Regions from separate parts of the Sus scrofa genome. Here region 1 is linked to region 2. A link is a contact called in public Hi-C data. All regions are on one chromosome and are shown on one strand. The core of a region is the stretch at or near the end of the contact, and the rest is flanking DNA. Distances in the headings are between cores, read along the strand shown. Region 1 overlaps RAB7A (ras-related protein Rab-7a). Region 2 overlaps RAB7A (ras-related protein Rab-7a).

The links. A called contact is a pair of places that touch in the nucleus more often than the background predicts.
Region 1: a Hi-C map of liver shows a contact between it and region 2, with 1.9 times the contacts expected there. The contact joins two enhancer-like sites. A contact is called at or near these places in 1 of 5 promoter capture datasets (liver), 11 of 47 Hi-C or Micro-C datasets (blood, brain, embryonic fibroblasts and 6 more) and 1 of 2 datasets of contacts at active chromatin or transcription factors (alveolar macrophages).

The regions. Positions count from the first base shown.
Region 1 is chr13:71,832,389-71,837,652 of Sscrofa11.1, forward strand. All of the region lies in intron 2 of RAB7A (ras-related protein Rab-7a), which reads right to left. Among named protein-coding and RNA genes, the nearest start is that of RAB7A, 52 kb to the right of the region's middle. Within about 2 kb of position 3,328, at least 13 of the 83 cell types and tissues checked have an H3K27ac peak or open chromatin away from gene starts, as enhancers often do. A contact at or near this core is called in alveolar macrophages and liver, where this site is marked.
Region 2 is chr13:71,777,041-71,782,294 of Sscrofa11.1, forward strand. RAB7A (ras-related protein Rab-7a) reads right to left here. Exons shown (of 7, transcript XM_021069433.1): 6 at 5,236-5,254; 7 at 382-1,794. The coding sequence ends at 1,699. LOC110256294 (a long non-coding RNA gene) reads left to right here. Exons shown (of 4, transcript XR_002337669.1): 2 at 427-552; 3 at 1,385-1,521; 4 at 2,544-2,863. Among named protein-coding and RNA genes, the nearest start is that of HMCES, 47 kb to the left of the region's middle. Within about 2 kb of position 3,176, at least 11 of the 83 cell types and tissues checked have an H3K27ac peak or open chromatin away from gene starts, as enhancers often do. A contact at or near this core is called in alveolar macrophages and liver, where this site is marked.

The DNA.
Region 1 (5,264 bases), core at 2,078-4,577, 56 kb after region 2:
AGCCCTGAAAATAAAGACTGGCCCAACAGTCTAGTCTTTATCTGTAAAAATTAATTCCCCCCCTCTATCTCTTACAATTAATAAATAACAAAAAAATTTTTTTTTTTTTTTAGGGCCACTCCTGCAGCATTTGAAACTTCCCAGGCTAGGGGTCCAATCAGAGCTGCAGTCACCGGCCTATGTCACAGCCACAGCCACAGCCACACCAGATCCGACCTGTGTCTGTGACCTATTCCACGGCTCGCAGCAACGCAGATACTTAACCCAGTGAGCAAGGCCAGGGGTCAAACACGAATCCTCATGAATACTACTCAGGTTCTTAACTGGCCGACCCATGACAGGAACTCCAAAAAGAAACATTTCTAACATATGCCAAGTCTGGCCCATGCCTATGTAATCTGCTATGATTACATAATCTCCAGAGGTATGACAAAGAAATCTTGTTTGTCAACGTTAGACAAGAGCAGTTAGGAATAAAAACCCATCTAAATAGCAGATTAAGAAGTAATTGTATGTACTAATATCACAAGACAAAACCAAAGATGACAAAACATGAAATGCTTGGGGAGTTCCCATCGTGGCACAGCGGGAATGAATCCGACTAGGAACCATGAGCTGGCGGGTTCGATCTCTGGCCTCGCTCAATGGGTTAAGTATCCGGTGTTGCCATGAGCTGTGGTGTAAGTCGCAGACGCTGCTGGGATCTGGCATTGCTGTGGCTCTGGCATAGGCAGGCAGCAACAGCTCCAATTCGTCCCCTAGCCTGGGAACCTCCATGTGCTGAGGGTGTGGCCCTAGAAAGACAAAAAGACCAAAAAAATTTAAATATTAAAAAAAAAAAAAAAAAGAAAGAAAGGCTTGGGAGTTCCCACCATGGTGCAGTGGGTTAAGAATCTGACTGTAGCAGCTTGGGTCACTGCTAGAGGTGTGGGTTGGATCCCCGGCCCAGCATAATGGGTTAAAGGATCCTGCATTGCTGCAACTGTGGTGTAAGTCACAGCTGTGCCTCAATTCAATCCCTGGCCTAGAACTTTCATATGCTGGGGGTGCAGCCATTAAAAAAACAAAAACAAAAACATGAAATGCTTTTAAAAGCATCATGAACATAATTTAAAACATAATACCTGCTTTCCCAAGTCTCTTTTCAATACATCACACAGGGCAACCAGGATATAAGGATTAAAAGATGTGCACTACTGTCCCAGCAAACCCAAGGGTCCTTGAGGGTCAGGAAGCAGGGTGTACAAGCCTGGGGGGCATGGCAGGTGCTCAGTAAGACCTGCAGACTGAGTGAGTGAGGGTGTGGGTTTGTCCAGATACATGGGGGGGCGGGGGGTGGGAAGGAGCCTCTTCCCTCTACCAGGCTGTCTCAGGAAAAGGCTTCTTCTAAATTTCCTGATAAATGATGTCAGACAAGTTGATGAGGAAACAGGACAAGGAGCAGGAGGAGCACCAATTTAATCAGAAGCAAACATGCCTTTGAGCATAACTTCAACAGAGTTCTACAAAGACGGAAAACCGCCCAGCTCATCAAAATACATTATGAAGCAGAGCAGCAAATAAGCCAGGGCACTGTCCCAGAGACAAAGGATGAACAGATGTGTTTTTAAAAGGCACATGTAGGTGGAAAATTAGTGTGTGTGATTAAAAAAACTTTATAATCAGTGAGGAAAGGATGACAACACAGTGAAATACTGGGGCAGCTATGCATATAGGAAAAGATTCTGACATCACATCACGGAGAATTCCTTGCTAAGCACTAGGAAAAAACACTGCTTTTATTGTCCTAGGGATGGGACATGATATGAAACCCAGAAAACAAAACAAATGGACAGATGTGACTACAGAAAAGATTTTATACTAGAAAAACAGTACTAACCAAACCAAGCCAAGAGAAACAAGTCAGAAACACTGCAACATGAAAAAGGGGCAACATTCTTACCACATAAAAAATATTCTTACTATGTAAGAAACACTTTTTTTTTTTTGCTTTTTAGGGCCATACCCGGAGCATATGGAAGTTTCCAGGCTAGGGGATGAATTGGAGCTGCAACTGCCGAACTACCCGAACTACACCACAGCCACAGCAACGCAGGATCTGAGCCACATCTGTGACCTACACCACAGCTCACAGCAATGCTGGATCCTTAACCCACTGAACAAAGCCAGAGATTGAACATTCATCCTCATGGATACTAAGTCAAGTTCATAACCCCCTGAGCCACAATAGGAACTCCAAAACATTCTTGCTATGTATTAAAAAAAAAAAAAAATTTCAACTATAATGGAAAAAATAAAAATCATTTAAAAAAAAACCCTCCCCTGGGCTTTAGAGAACAAAAGCCCATTCACAAAAGAAAAACAAATGGTTAATCTTTTTTAAAAAGTTGAATCCATTTAACAAGGAAATAGGAATGTTAAATAGTGAGGCACCACTTAAAATTTCCCCACAAAGAAAACTAGTAATTGGCAATTATTTATATAAAAAGAATTTCCAAATGACAAATATCGAGTGCATAACCTTCCTGGAGGCAGTGTAATAATGAATACCAAACCTCTAAAGTTTGTATAACCACTATATCTTAAGTAAATAAATAACCAGAGACACAGACAAACATTAAATAATTTTGTTAAAAACTTGGAAGTAACTGATATGTTCATTCAGAGGTCAGTTAAACTTTGGCAGCAGTATTCAGCAGCCATTGTAAACAATGTACTGACAAGCACAGATGTCTAGTACACAGACAGAAATTTTTAAAAGCAAGCTACAGAAATATGTACTGTACAATCCCCTTTAACTATAACAATGTAAATGTGGACATACAGTCACCAAATTACATGGAAGGATGGTAGAGAATTCTTCACTTGAAGACTTCTACACTGCTTCTATAGTTCAGAAACAAGTTCATTCTAGGAAAAAGCTAAGCATTTAGCACTGAGGTCACCCTTGCCCCTCAGAAAGAAGTGAATGAGCAGGACTCCACACAGGGTACAGCTTTTCCAATGGCTGAAGGGTCCTTTGGGTTTTGATGGGGTCACCTTGCCAGTTAGGATATTGCTAAAGCCACTGCCATACAACCAAGAGCCAAAGCAAGTTAAAACAGGAAGGATCTTGTGGTCAGTTAAACTACAAGTGGTTGCCCTTATCCTTGGGAGATTGGTTCCAAGACCCCACTGGATGCCTGAAGCCACAGACAGTAAGTACTGAACCCTATACCCACTATAAAGTTTAACTCTCTCTCAAAACACCTGACAGTGCTGTGCTCACCCTTCCTCTTCCTGTGATGCAAGATGATCAAATGTCCACATGACACAAGGAAATAAGGAGGAGAGACTAGACATTGCAACAGTTAGGCTACCAATGACCTGATGACATGTCAGATGGATGACATCTGCTTCGGGGGACCCAGGATCCTGGAGCCACAACAAGGTCGATGCCTGATGTATGGAGAAGAGCATGTGGACCATAAGGCTGGGGATCCCAGGCAGAAGGACCAAGGCAGCAGGAGATTTCGTCATACTACTCAGAACAGCACACGATTCAAAAATCACCAACTGTTTACTTTTGTAATTTTCCATTTAGTATTTTTGGACCATGGTCGACCACAGGTAACTGAAACCACAAATGTGAACCTAGGGATAAGAGGGGCTGCTGTAGCCTCACTTTTTTTTTTTTAAGGCTGCACCTGAGGCATATGAAAGTTCTCAGGCTAGGAGCCAAATCAGAGCTGCAGCTGCCAGCCTACACCACAACCACAGCAATGCCAGATCCAAGATGCATCTATGACCTATACCACAGCTCATGGCAACACTGGATCCTTAACCCACTGAGCGATGTCAGGGATCAAACCCACATCCTCATGGATATTATTCAGGTTTATTACCACAGAGCAACAATGGGAACTTCCTGTACTCTCATTTTTCAGAGGCAGAAACTGAAGCTGAGGAACTACCTTGAAAACCCTCCTGTGGCCCTGCTTATGGAAGCTGCCACAGTCCCACAGGATCTGGTCCACCGATTTCAAACAATGTGGAGAATTTACAGGTATTTCTTTTCTCAAACACAGGGAACCAAACACAGGTAGGTAGGGTGTGTTGTGTGTGTGTGTGTGTGTGTGTGTGTGTGTGTGTGTGTGTGTGTGTGTGTGTGTGTGTATCAAAAGCCACTTGGGGAATGTATTTTTAGTTCTTTCAAAATGGTTACATTTTGGGGGCAAACAATATATTAATCTAGGATCTACCCTAAGACCCTCTCCTTAAGCATGAAAACATCTACAGGACATGTTTAAGTCACTATATAAAATATGGGTGGCAGGGATTCAGCGAAAGGTGAGAATACGACAAGCCCAAGTGGCCAGGAAGAGCTTAAGAAACAAAGCTAGTGGTACCCAGTTAGGCAGGATGCAGACAGACTAAAGAAGCAGGGGATCACATGTGATCAGGAAAAGGCTGGTAAAGCAGGTCAGGGCAACATGGGCTTTGCAGCCAAGGGACAAAGTCAGGGAGACAAGCTGGAGACAGTCTGTGCAGGGTCCCACGCAGGTCAGTGGAAACACAGGTTCGCTGGCTGGGTGGGAGCAGGACTAAGGACCACTTTAGGACTACTCAGGAAACTTTAAGAAGGGAGGTGGGGTGCCGGAAATGTGGAGGGCAAGTGAGGACTCGTGCAAACATTCTTTCCACACCTACCGCATGTGAAGGACACTGCAAGGCACAAGGAGAGGTCCCCACATAAGATTTCTTAGGATAGGAAAGTGGTTTGTGAATGAACACCATGGACTATTTGGTATCCTTTTTTTTTTTGGGGGGGGGTCTTTTTGCTATTTCTTGGGCCCTCCCGCGCATATGGAGGTTCCCAGGCTAGGGGTCGAATCGGAGCTGCAGCCACCAGCCTACGCCAGAGCCACAGCAACACAGGATCCGAGCCGCGTCTGCAACCTACACCACAGCTCATGGCAACGCCGGATCGTTAACCCACTGAGCAAGGGCAGGGACCGAACCCGCAACCTCATGGTTCCTAGTCGGATTCGTTAACCACTGCGCCACGACGGGAACTCCTTGGTATCCTTTTTAGCATTTAAATTACCAGCTGACTGGAATCAGAATCTAAAAACAAGGCATTCCTCCCCCCAATGGCTATGACCTACCTAAGCCAGCCAGTGTAAAACTAGGACCACAGCCCAGATATTTCCAGTCAAATGTCTCCTGATTCCTTGTGTAGTGTGACTCACTCTAGCCAGTGAACTGTGAGCAGAAGTGACATG
Region 2 (5,254 bases), core at 1,926-4,425:
TCAAATTCACTTTAAAGTTGGGCTGGTTCAAGGTAAGATTATTAGTGTCAGGAAGAGGTAAGAATTGCAAAGAATTAAGGTAAAGTTCAAGGTCAGGTCAAATCTGAGGCTAAGACATGGTCAGAACACTGGTTGGCATGAGGATGAAAGTCACCAGAGGTCTGAACAAGGCCAGGGTCAAAGGGCAGTTCAAAATCAGGACAATTGTCAGTGACAGGATGATAGCCTCAAGGTGAAATATAGATGCCGGCTCAACATGACAAGGGTCAATGTTTGGTTTGGGGACTCTTGCTTGATGAAAGGCACTGGCTAGGACTCCTTAACGAGGTCTCTCCTGAGCCACAGTCTGGAGGAAGGAAAAAAGGGCGAAGACAGACCATCTTGTTCTTGTTACATTTTATTGGCATCACGTTCATCTCTTTACAGAAGAACCTGGCCCACACCCTTGAATGCAGGCCCATGGAGAAGGGACGTGCTCCGTTAAGCAAGCTACAACGCAGGGGCGGATCCCAGGGAGGCCAGAACTGCCCGGCTCCACACCAAAGAAACAGGGTAATCCTGGCGGGCAATACTGGGAGGCGGTGGGGAAAAGAAGGGTTTGCTAACCTAAGGACCACAACCCTGAAAGGAGCGCCTTCTAGAACAAAGGTAAGATCACCAGGACAGATCTGTTAGGACTTTCCTTTCCCGCGTGTAGGTGGGACACTGATCTAATAGGGGAGTTTCAAAGCGTGGAGCAGGGTGGGGAAAAAGGAAAATGGGAGTTTTAAGTTCCAAAACAAACAACAGTCATTTCTCCATTGCACACACACTGTATTATGCAAATCAACCTTGTGGAAAATTTAGATACAGAAGGAACTGGACAGTTTTCCCCCTGGAGAGATGAAAAGCTTTTTGGCTCTTAAGTCTTTGATAAAAGGCGTACATAATTCTCATGTCTACTGTACAGAATACTGCCTCCAGCTGGATTTCTGAATTCGGAGTTGCTAAACACTCTGTAATCCAGACAGGGCTCAACCCTCCATCTTTACACCTGCATTACAGGACTTAAACACATAATCCAAGAATTTCTTACACTAATTTATACATTTTAATTGGTTGCATATATTAACATGTACTATAAGGTTCTTTTCTAAGAAGCATTACATAATAAATGGATACTGTAAAAAGATCTGATTAGTTAAAAGTAACAAGCATTAACAGATACATACAAAACTCAGCCTGACAGACTGGGTGTGAGCCTGTAATGAGCATGGGGCACCAGCCTTCCCAAGTGGAGCCTTCACAGGAGGGGACGGGTGGGGGTAAAAAGACCACAAGACGGTTAAAAAAATCAGGTAACTAATTAGACACAGATTAACTGTAAACAGTTCTCTCTCTCCAGTGGACAAAAAGGAAGCTTCTGATGCCGACTCCACACCGGAGGGGTTTCTACAGCTGGCCCATCCTGCTGCCACAAGAGGGCTGCTGTGGGGACGCTGATGGAGCCGCCTCGGGCCTGTGCCGTGGAGTCTGTGTCAGGTATGTATGTGTGTGTGTGTGTGTGTGTGTGTGTGTGTGCAGGGTGAGGGTGTAGTAGGGTGGGGTTTCTCTTGGCAGCTGGAAAGGAGAGATGACTCTGGGGAAGGAGGGCGTGTGGTGGAAGGCCTAAGTGTGTTCTTGGATCGTGAAGGACTCTGTGCTCTGCTCACTGTCGCTTCAGCAACTGCAGGTTTCCGCCGGGGGCTTGGCCCGGTCGTTCTTGTCCAGTTTGATGGGTTCAGGGAATTCATTGTAGAGCTCCACCTCCGTCTCCTGGGCAAGGGAAAGACCGTTGGTTACTCAGGGCATGTGGGCAGCAGCAGCAGCGGAGAGCCTGGCTATCAGGCCTGAGCTGGGCAGAGTGGGGAGGGGGCGGGGGCAGGCTCAGCAGCGAAGAGGGGGCTCTGGCAGAAGGTGCTCAACCTGAAAAGGCCAAGCACGAGGAAGAGGGAAGTTCTGCAGCAAGAGCAGGAAAACGGAGCCGAGGTGCCCTGCGTCAGAGCATCCTGGCTGCCAGGGGATGACCAGAGGTTCTGCCGACATGTAGAGTCAGACGTCCAGGGGCAACGTGGGCCAGGGTCAAGTGCTCGCTGCCCTCTCAGTCTCCTTATTTTTCTGGACTTAGGGTCTTTTTCTTGCAAAGGTTTAGGAGGATCTGTCCCCAGCACTGCACACGGAGCCCAGCCAGGCACAGACCCTCCACCCGTACCCAGCATCTGCTAGGGCTGTGGCTGGCGCCGTCACTTGTGCTCAAGCAGCGTGTTTCCTCTGAGGAACAGCTTTCTACTTCCTGGTGTGGAAAACTGAGCACCTACCTGTGTGTCAGGAGCCATTCAAGGATTTGGAGAGAAAGCAGGGAGTGCTTGTAGTCACCTAAAGTTGGTCCATTCATAACTGCCTGACAAACCTCTAGGCCTACGTATTAAAAGCTCTACTGGGGTTGACCCCGGAGCGTCCAGTCCATGCTTTCTAGTATGGTCACAAAGTCCGTGAAGATAATAATCACCACCGTCTCCTTACAGGATGTTTACAGCGCCCCCAAAACACAATCTGACCTACTGGCAGCCATTGGCGACCTGAGCCCTCTGCAAACACTTTCCTCAATGGAGACGGAATTTGGTGGCACCTTAATGATGGACTACTGGCCGCTAGAATGGAGAAAAAAATAAGCCTTGCTTCAGCCACCCAGTCTGTGGTCTCGGTTATGGCATCCAGAGCACATGAATACAACTGTCATAATAACAATTCCTGTCAGACTTTCAATAAGCTTGTGTCTTGGGGGAGGGTGAGGAAGGAAAAAATTGTAACTGGAATAAAACTCTTGGTCTAAATGGAAAATGCACCACAATAGCCAACCAAAAATTGTAAAACCAGCCAGGGGAGGCTGGCCTTCCCAGAGGTCAGAGTACACGGGAAAGGGGAGGGTAGACAAAAAAGAGACCCCAAATGTACCAGAGTATTGGCTACAAAAAAGGCAGGGAAAGTCTAGAAATTTAAAAAGGCATTCCATTTTTTTCTATGGCCAAAGGAGGTAGGGATCACTGCATTGCAGGTGAAGTTAATTTCAATTCATCAGTGCTCGCAAGAACAGGGCAGCCCAGCTGTAGCAGAGAAAACCCACCAGGGGGCGGTGTCAGGACCGCCCCAGGGGAGGCCTACTGCTTGCTAGCAGGGCAGGAAAAAAGAAAACCCCCTGCTGGTAGGAAGTGAAGTATTACTGTCCCAGGGGAAAACACTGGCACCCTCCATTAAAAATACACATGCCTTGGAGTTGTCCTGGTGGCACAATGGGTTAACGACCTAGTGCTGTCACGGCTGTGGCATAGATCCCTGGCTCAGGAACTTGGGCATGCAGTGGCCAAACTAACAATCTACAAAAACTGGCTCGCAGACTTTTGCTGTCCCTTGGTATACTTTTCTTTCAGAGAAACTCCAGCAGTGATGCAGGGAGCCCCCAGTCCTTGGATCCACCCATTCTGACAGGTCCAGATGCCCTGTCAGCTGAGCACCACAGCCTGGGCAAACTTGCTGCCAGAAGCCAGCGACCTGCAGGGCCCTTCCCACTTACCATTTACTCCCCTGAGCTTTGTACCCCCACAGATACTAATGAGGCCTGGAATATGCCTGTACTCACCGGCCCCAATAGAGCGGCTGAACCAAAAAGCCTTCAATTAACACATACCAACAAGAGATCACTTACTTGGCAGGGGCAGGGGGGGCGGCGGTTTACAGCTGAAGAAACAAGAAAATGCAGGCAAACTTTATCCAAGGACTAGAATTACTCAAGCTCTGGGTTAACTTTCTGGGGATCATTCAGGACAACTGAGAGTCAGTATACCTCATTTCACCTCCATTAACACCCGAAGGTTAGCAGGAGGGGCAGGGGCTCAGATATGATAAAAACTAGATCCAGCTTCCTTTTCCATTAAGTGGCTTCAGCGACCTCTAAAAATGGCTCACTATTCACTTGACCCAAAAACCCCACAAAATCATTCAAATCTTCGTAATCACTTTAGGAGCACTTGTGAAACTGCCCAGGCCATTAAGGGTATGAAAAGCCACCAAACATCTCAAAGCTGTCACTTTACAGAAGCAGTGTGTGCCATTCCATATTTTTTTGTCTTTTTAGGGACACACCTGCAGCATATGAAGGTTCCCAGGCTAGGGGACTAATAGGAGCTGTTACTGCTGGCCTACGCCACAGTCACATCAACTTGGGATCTGAGCCGAGTTTGCGACCTACACCACAGCTCACAGCAACGCTGGATCCTTAACTCACTGAGCGAGGCCAGGGATTGAACCTGCAATCTCATGGTTACTAGTTGGATTTGCTTCCACTGTGCCATGATGGGAACTCCCCCATTCTGTCTTAACAGTGGTGGAGGTGGGAGGCCAAACAGTAGCACAGGACACAGGGTCAGTGGATTAAAGGAAGTGCTGAATTTTTTTTTTGCTTTGCTTTTTTAGGGCCATACATGCTGGCCTATACCACAGCCACAGCAACACAGGATCTGAGCCTCCTATGCAACCTACACCACAGCTCATAGCAACACCAGGTCCTTAACCCACTGAACAAGGCCAGGGATCAAACCCTATTCCTCATGGATACTAGGTGGGTTCATAACCTGCTGAGCTGCAGTGGGAACTCTGGAAGTGCTGAATTTTAATTGCGCAAACTCCAGAATGAGAAGAGCGCTGAACCTCAAGGCTCGGGTGTGCACTCTCCAGTCACTGAGCACATGCAGGGCAACAAAGCCACCCAGAAGCACCGCCCCTCCCCCGCCAACCCCACTGACAGAGAAAGAGCACCCTGTTCTAAACCAGAAGAACAAGATATCCCGAAGAAACTGAAGAAACAAAAACTTAGAGCCTAGGAATAAATTCCGCAAAAAATAAATGCAAATAAAAGTAAAAGTAACAGACAAAACCCCAACCAGATCCAATGAGAGGCAGAGTTGGGACTGGAATTCAAGTTCCCTCCCTAACCAGGAAAAGGAACCTAAAGAGGGCCCTCTAGAGGCCCAACTTCAACAGCTGCAAAGGTGCCGGTCAGACAAGGGCAGCCTTAGCTGACCTCCCCATTGCCCTCCACCACTGAAGTTACTGACCAACAAATCCTTCCTGAAAGCTTTAGCAGAACGTGTCATTACTGTCCCAGATAATGACAGCTAGGAGAGAAGGGTAAGGAAAAGACAGGCAGGGGCTGAGACCCACCTGCTTCAGCGCGTTCCGA